2 separate regions of the Danio rerio genome follow, and region 2 is linked to region 1. Evidence: chromatin contacts called from public Hi-C data. All regions are on one chromosome and are shown on one strand. The core of a region is the stretch at or near the end of the contact, and the rest is flanking DNA. Distances in the headings are between cores, read along the strand shown.

Region 1 (4,304 bases), core at 271-2,770:
AGCATTTGATTCTTCTAAATATTATATTTGTAACGCAAGTAACGCAGTTACATTGACTTTAATAACTGTAATCAAATTACATACATGGAAGATGTAATTCGTTACATTATTGCATTTCTCAAAAATGTAATTAGATTACAGTAACACTGTGAAACACGTTACACCCATCTCTGTTAATGATACATCAAATGTGTCAAAATCCGGAGGAAATGTTGAAGTAAGATTTATCCCGTAAGTGGGCAACAGAGATATTTTACTATTATTTCAAAGCAGCATTTTTATTATTTTGAAATAGCTTTTACTCTTAAACTAATATCTTAAAACCATTAATTTCCATAATAAAGGCAACATACAATTCAAGTTGTGTGTATTTAGATTTTTGTTTCAATTTTATTTCAATTAGTGTATGATCTTTTAAAGGTTAGCTCCACAGAAAAATGAAAAGTTAATTTAATGTTACTTACTCTCAAACCACTCAGTAGAACGTAATCGAGCATTTTAGCTAAAGCTACATGCAGATTGAGGATCATAAAAACTAAACCAAATACAAGGAAAATAAAATTCATGCCCATAGCAGATAATTAAATGATGGTTTATGAAGAAATATCAGTGCAAGAAAATGCACATTATATATTTGCGACATTTATTCAGTCATTCATTTTCTTTTCAGCTTAGTCCCTTTATTAATCTGTGGTCGCGATAGAGGAAGGAACTGCCAACTTATCCAGCATATGTTTGACACAGCGGATGCCCTTCCAGCTTTAACCCAACATACATACAGAGCCAATTTAGCTTTCCCAATTCACCTATAGCACATCTCTTTGGACTTGTGAGGGAAACAGGAGCACCCAGAGGAAACACACAAGAACATGCAAACTCCACACAGAAATGTCAACTGACCTAGCTGAGGATCAAACCAGTGACCTTCTTGCTCCAAGGCGACAGCGCTATACTGTGCCACAGTGTTGCCCTTATTTGCAACATTATTCATTAATCCACAGCCTTTGTAAGCAGTCCTGAGCACATTTTTCTTTTTTCCACAAAATTCATTTCAGTTTTGCTCTGTAATATGGTTTTGAGTCATTCTCCTGCATTGTGAATTCTCTTTATTTATTTTTTTTACTGAAGCAAAAGGTATTTAGGCTACATACATAATGTCCTGAGTCTAGCCTAAATTAGCAGGGAAACGTAAATTGTTGGATAAACAATCATTTTAATAGTTTTAGCTCTCCGTTTGTAAACAGTAATTGACAACACTAAGAAATAATCAAACCAAGAAACAATGAGGTAAATATACAACTCAACATCGCCCCTGGTGGCGCCAAAGTTGCATCCTCATAATAAAGTATATTGACATAATAGAAGCCAATCGCAAAAGTGTTTCCAGGGATTTCCTATGATCGACACAGAACTGAGCCAATTGCCAACAAGCGCACGATGAGGGAGCCAATTGCAAGTGTCGGTAGTTGTGAGTAGGCGGGTCCTAATCTTATCAGGAGGAGAGGGCCAAGTAGTAGTTGCAGAGCGGAAAGAAAATGGCGGCCGTGGCTGCGGAGCCAGGAGCTGCTGCGGCATCAACAACAGCGGGGGACGGGGTGGAATACGAGCCCGAGCCAGGTGAACATGTGGTCGAGCTAGAGGCCCGCTCCGTCCCGGAAATGGAGCTTTGTCACCAACCCGAGGATGTGGATGCAGTTCAGGAATGCAGCCAGGTCCAAATGGAAATCAGAAGGCCGGACCTTCAAGCCGCGGGAAAAGCCCTCGCTGCCCATGCGGACGGCGAACGCTCCGAGTCGGGGGGCTCTTGGGGCCGCCTGGACACCGTCGAGCAGCCCGTGCTCATAGACTACAGATGTACGGACGTTTCCGACTACGGGGAAGCCTTCTCGCCGAAGGTGGAGGCAGCAAACGAGGTCAGTCCTTTCGACTCAAGCCCCTGCCAACTGCTCCCCATCTCCGACTCGCAGCCCTCTGTGGTCTTCTTGCATTCCCTCCCCTCTCAGGTCCCTTCGGAGCCTGAAACCGGACTGTCTCCGGCTGTCGAATACGACCCGCTGTCGAGCCATCCCGCCGATCTGGAGTGTGAACTGATCGGCTTTACGCAGCAGGACCCGGAGCCCGAGCCCGCGAATGATGCTCCGGCCGGGTCGGAACTCAAAGCTCACGAGGATGCTTTCCATGACATCCCGCACCCGTCCGATCCCCTGGATTCCCTGTCCACCGCGGAGGAGACCTCGCTGGGGGAGTCGGTGGGTCAGAGCTGCATTAGTGACTTCTCCACAGTTTCCAGCAAGGACTCTCCCGAACTCGCAGCGGCAGTGGACCGGTCACTCATCTCATCGGTGGAGATGAGCTCACATCCTCTCCATCAGCAGAGCTTCAAGACGGAGCTCAGCGAACCAGACACGGACACCAAAGCCCCGGTTCTGTGTGTAGCGGAGCCCGAGGGAGATGAGCGTCTGGTGCTGGGTTCGGAGGTCCGAGTGACGCTGGACCACATCATCGACGACGCGCTAGTGGTGTCGTTCCGATTAGGCGAGAAGATCTTCTCCGGGGTGCTCATGGACCTCTCGAGAAGGTAAACACTGTGTTTAAGCAAGAGAAAAGATGCTGTGTCCCCTTGTACATCCCGAGTACTTCCCAAAGTTGGGTTCTGCAACAATTTAGTGTAGCAATTGTTTTGGTTTGCCAGTATATTTTGCAGTGTTGAGTTCACACTTATTGTTTTTAATTAAATGTTTCCTTATGTTTTGATGTCAAAAATTGTATTTACATTCAGGGAGATGTGCAGGATAATATTAATTAAACTCTGCTGTAGTTCTGTCAAAATATAGGTCAAATAATGTTCAGCATAGCATGTATTTTATATAAAATGAAACAGCATGGGCATTGTACATTGCACTTTTTTCTATAACATGTCTTTATTGAGTTTTTTTTTCAAGATATTACAATAATTCAAACCCAAATACACAAAACTTACCCTAGACAGGCTTAGGGAAAAAAATTAACTGCACTCTTTAAAATATATAAAGGAATGGCAAACTAAATAATATGTCTTACAAGATTAAAATCTTGTTGATAAAGGATGAAAGCTGAAGGTTAGAAGGCTAATTCTGACATTAAAAAAGGTTTAAAATGTCAATAGTTAGTATTTTGGGTTTGAATTGTTATCCTTAAAAGGAGTCTTAATGTTTTTGTAAATGATTATGGATCTAAATGCCAGCTTTCAGTAAGTTCTGAAGACTTTGGTCTTACACTGTTAAGGCCTTTACATGATCTAAACATAAGACATTTCCTAACCTGGTTTTTATTTAAAGGTAGAACAAATGTCAATGCTGTAAAAATTGTTTGAATTAAGTTGGCAGATATTCCTGTTTTGATCCATTTCACCGATAACTACGCTGAAAAAATGATTCAAAGATGATTCCTTTATTTAACGAATACATTTACTAATTTATTTGGGCTGAATTTAAACAAAAAAATTAAGTTGAACATTCCTAAATTTAATTAGTTTGTTTAAATTCAACACATAATCTGTTTGCAACAATTCTGCAGACATTTTTTTGAGTCTGGGCTTGTCCTATTATTTTACTCATAATTCCACATGTAATAGTCTGACTGTAGTTATTCAATCCTTAAGTTCAACAACTCATTGTCCTTTCTCCACAATTCTGTATTTAGACAACATTGATGTTATTTGCTCATGTGTTCTCAAACTGTTCTATAAAATGTTCTCCAATATGCCTTCATAAAACCTGTTTAGAGACCCTGTTAATAATAGCCTTGTAGCTATATCAATTATTAGCTTGACATTTTTGTTGGTGTCTTTTTTTTTTTAAACCATGCTGACAAATACATTTTACAACTTATTCCATGTCATAACAATACATTGGTCAAAAATAATCCTAAAACAGCATCAAAATTGATAACAGCAAAAAACATCTTGAATTTTTGAGTCAGATACCCAAATACTGACATGTAACTAGGTATAAATGCTCAATATAAGCTAACCAGGAGGGGAAACAGTGTTATACTGGTGATTAACACCCTACAAATTGCTCCCACAGTTTGTCTGTTTCAGCACCCTCATTCACACATTTTTCTTTCGGTGTCAGGCATGAATCATAGCTGAAGCCAATTTACAGTGCCATCCATGCGGGCTGCGGTGGATCTTCTGTCTCCCTGTTCAGTTCATGCCTTGAGAGAAGTGAACATGAAACATTCTTGTGATGATGCTTTGTAGGAAATGTGTCCTGAAGAACCTGTGCAGCAACATTGTTCAGAAACAAACATTTCACCAGCTG
Region 2 (4,212 bases), core at 515-3,014, 150 kb before region 1:
TTCAAGGTGCTCTGCCTCTGCACATGGCCCCAAGACGTGTCGGCTTGATTTCGCTGATTGGTGGCGGAAAATCAGGTATGCGTACATTTTTCTGAAAAAAATCATGAGAGAGAACATTTGCCTTGAGCAATCTGAAAGATGTATTTACATTAAAGAGGTGGTCCAGAATGTAATTTTAAAACTTGGCTGTGTTTATAAGATGCAAAGCAATGTGTGTTCATGTTTCACTTGAAGGAAATCGCGTTATTTTTTCATATATGTCACTTTGATTATACACAGCTATTCAGCTAACATGAAAACGACTGTCAAATTTCCTAGTTCCTCTGAAAGGCCCGCCCTTAAGTGACTCTGATTGGTCATAGTCATAATGTGCTGCTATTCGCGGATCGGCTCCACGTCACGCCTGTAAAAGTACGTGCTTTTCTGCTGTTTAAACAATCAGTCAACCTCCTGCCTGCTCTCTATATTAAAATCTGACAAGTGTCTGTAAGGAGTGAAAACGGGGTGCCATTGTTTGTCTATGTGTGTGCATCTATGTGTGTGTGTGTGTGTGTGTGTGTGTGTGTGTGTGTGAATGTGTGAACTTTCTTTAACAAGCGCATGTGCGCGGGAGTTTTTTTTTCTTTTTTCTCTGATGCTCAGATGAAGTTATTTTCTGTAATATATTGTGACAGAAAAATAAAGCACAAGATGTGGGATGCTATCTGTGTGAGCCTTATTATTTTTCTGCTGCTACCACGAGTCAGGTGAGCTATTCTGTATTTTTTTAACTCTATGCATTACACGACGTCTTTCATATATATCCGGAATATGCAGGTGTAAATAATATGAATCACTCACATATCTTTTGTGACTTCTTTATCTAAGATGTGAAACGCATGGCAAAGCCGCCTGAAGACAATCAATGCAGTCGCGCACACACATAGAGACACGAACGTGCTGGTGGAGTGTGTGTGTGTGTGTGTGTTTACAGCAATTTGACTGATAAACATGAATTTGTAGCTCAATCATTTGTCTGCAAAGCTGCATTTCCCATTGTTTACATCATTGCTACAGCATACCGTTAACGCTAGACACTGTACATGTCATGATCAATTTTAACAAAAACACTTACAGGTTGTAGCTCACAGCTTCTGCTTTGAGGAGATTTTAACCGAATCCAGCACTGAACTGGGAGAGATTCTGGAGCTGTTTTGTCAAATCATGCTTGCTATGCATTTATAATTCTCTGGAATATAATTAATATTGATTTAGCATTTTCTTTCCCCCCCAACATTCGTGTAATTTATTTACTATTAAATAAATATTAATATTATTTAATATTAAATAATGGTAAATTGTTTTATTCCTCCATAGCTAATAATAGGCTGTCTTTCAGTCATCAGAAGCCATTCAAAAAATCAAATGCATAAACATTATTTTATTTATTTATTATTTTATTTATGCAGGAATTTATGGATTTATTTACTCATTTATTTATATAGTTGCGTATTTATTTATTTATTGTTTTGCAGGTTTCGTCCTCCATAGGGTAACATTCAAACCTTTGAAATGACAGCAAATTCAGTCAATTGTAGAAAATTGCAGATCGAATGCAAAATTATTTAAACTGAAAATAGCAATTTATGACTGTTTTATATCATTCTGCCGCAGACAAGTAAAGTACATCCATTTTAATGAGCAAAATAAACCCCCAATTTTAATCTTCAGAAGAGACGCGTTAAATCCTGACACGGAAGTGGGCGTGGACTCTCAGCGGAAGTGATCATGAGTCTGCGCTGAATGAGAAGCAGAGAAACGTTCAAACGTGATCACGCCGAGAAGCGAAAATACTAATTATACCAAGGTAAAGTTTTCATCGTTTATTTTTTAATGAATCGTATTCACAATGTACGTTTTTTTCAACTGATCTATATGTTTAATTTCCGGCTACGTTAAAGGAGTGTTTGTTGTGAAGCCGCCGGCCTGCGGAGGCCTCCGTGCGCTCTTTGTTTCCGTACTAGCCGTTGATCTGCCTGCATAAGAGGGCCACAGTTGATGTTTTGTTTCATCATAAACATTATTAGTGGGTTATTTTAATGATGCTAAACATTTAAAACTTATATTGAGTGAGATAAAGCATTTAGCTACATAAAGGCAATAAACAGTCCACGTGACTCACTCATGGACGAGATTGTTTCCTGGATCAGCGCTGTGGTTAAAAAATCTCTTTCTTTTTTTCTTAAGCTTGAAAACAGATTGATTGTGTTATCATGGCCGACGATGAAGGATTTGTTGTTCGTGTTCGGGGTCTGCCTTGGTCTTGCTCTGCAGAAGAAGTATCCAGGTTTTTTTCAGGTGATAATGTGGAGTCTACGAATATCATACTTCTGCTTGGGGTAATTAATCGTGGCTAAAAATGAACGAAACCACTTTTTTCTTTCACTTTTGTTTTTTAGGCTGTAAAATTTCCAGCAATGGATCAGCCATCCACTTCACATACACACGAGAAGGCAGACCGAGTGGAGAAGCTTTTGTGGAGCTGGAGTCAGAGGACGACCTGAAGATCGCGGTCAAGAAAGACAGGGAGTCAATGGGCCATAGATATGTAGAAGGTATGGCTTACAGAGGAGTTTTATAAACATTACAGTACACAGGCTTTTAGATAGTGTTGGTTGAATATGAAAATAATGAAATAAATATTGTTCTGTTTCATCTAATAAATAAAAAATGAAAGGTAAAATAGTTAAAATTAAAAGAATACATGACACTGAAACTGGATTAATGTTGCTCGCCCACATTTGGGTCTGTGTTACTGTAAATTAGCTAAAGATATTTGGGTAACACTTTAGTTTAACCAGTTAAGCTCTGGGGCTATTTGGGGTAATTCCGCCTGAATTTGGCCTTCCGATTTAAAAAGCTTCCCATACCCACATGCAGAGGTGTAAATACGAAAGTTTGGTATCATTTGAAAGGAAACCCTTTGAAATTTCATAAAATACAGTTGAAATGGAAAACAATTGTTGAAAAACGATTGTTTTCCATTTCTACCCTTTATTCAAAAAAGCTCATCCCTGAGCTGTTATAATAATAATAAAATAAAAAAACGAAGTATTTCCTGTGTTCAGTCCAAATATCTAAATATTTTTAAACCAAGATACATACTAGACACATAAAATAGCATAAAAAATTGTCTTGTTTTCTGAATAAAAAACAAAACATCTCAATTATGTGATTGTTTGTTTAAAACAAGCTAAATTATTTGCCAATGGGGTAAGAAAAATAATCCTAATGAGATCTAATCTCACAGAAGTTTTAAGCATCACTTAATTTTCTCATGCCATTTTTCTTGTCTAGTCTTGATTTAAGATGTTTTAGATATTTGGACTCGAAACGAGACGAAATGACTAAGAAAGAAAAGCGTTTTTGCAGTGCAGCTATACATGACTACAGATGAAAAAAAGAATGATACAAAAAAAGGTGAGTGAATAAAAACGTGTCCTTAGTGTTGCAATGCATAGTAACTATACCACCGCTGCTTTACTACTGTTATTGACCCTTTCGCTGAGTTTAAAAGATTTTATCTGGCCCTGGGAGTGAGTTTTGTTATTGTTTTAGAACATTACCCCTTAATGTTTCCATGGCGATGCGTTGTGCTTGTCACGTGACACACTGCTGCCTCAATAGCAGATGTGTGACAGATGTATTCTGTTAATGGATTTATTTTCCATTTTAATGCAACATCACATAAACGTGAAAGTGATCGAGATCTATAAAGTGAAATGGGAGTCGCCATTTCTTCTTCTTTTTTATTTACTTGCGGCTGCGCGTTTGTCTCATTCATAAAAGCAGAACACGCAGGACTCAGCATATAAATTCACCAGTTATCTGATATGGAAAATACACATCTGCAAATTATATTTGAATGCATTGTAAGACTTCCATAGATTTCCTTGTGTTTTACAAGATCGAAATGTCTTGTTTTACTAATATTTGTGTGTATTTACATGTCTAAACATAAAATAAGCATTCGGCAGGAAAACCCCGCATAATTGTAATGACACGTCTTTTCCTGGCTCAGATCCAGCTAACACGACAAAGCTCAGTTTGATTTTTTTCAGTTGCTGCTCTAAGGGTTAATGAGCTAACGCTAACTTGTCATGCTTGTCGAGCTGGATAACGAGTAAAAACATCAGCACCAGGAACTTTACAGTCCTCACTTCAAAACGGAAC

Evidence for each region. Hi-C and Micro-C count contacts between places; a contact is called where the count stands out from the background.
Region 2: a contact with region 1 is called in a Hi-C map of hematopoietic stem cells, with 3 times the contacts expected there. The contact joins the promoter of hnrnph1l here to the promoter of pwwp2a in region 1. A contact is called at or near these places in 5 of 18 Hi-C or Micro-C datasets (caudal fin, embryo, gastrula embryo and 1 more) and 2 of 4 datasets of contacts at active chromatin or transcription factors (embryo and gastrula embryo).

The regions. Positions count from the first base shown.
Region 1 is chr21:32,682,278-32,686,581 of GRCz12tu, reverse strand. It overlaps pwwp2a (PWWP domain containing 2A), which reads left to right and starts at 1,520. Exons shown (of 4, transcript XM_073935989.1): 1 at 1,520-1,913; 2 at 2,004-2,578. The coding sequence starts at 1,536.
Region 2 is chr21:32,831,847-32,836,058 of GRCz12tu, reverse strand. hnrnph1l (heterogeneous nuclear ribonucleoprotein H1, like) reads left to right here and starts at 1,764. Exons shown (of 11, transcript NM_212589.2): 1 at 1,764-1,846; 2 at 2,227-2,337; 3 at 2,439-2,594. The coding sequence starts at 2,253.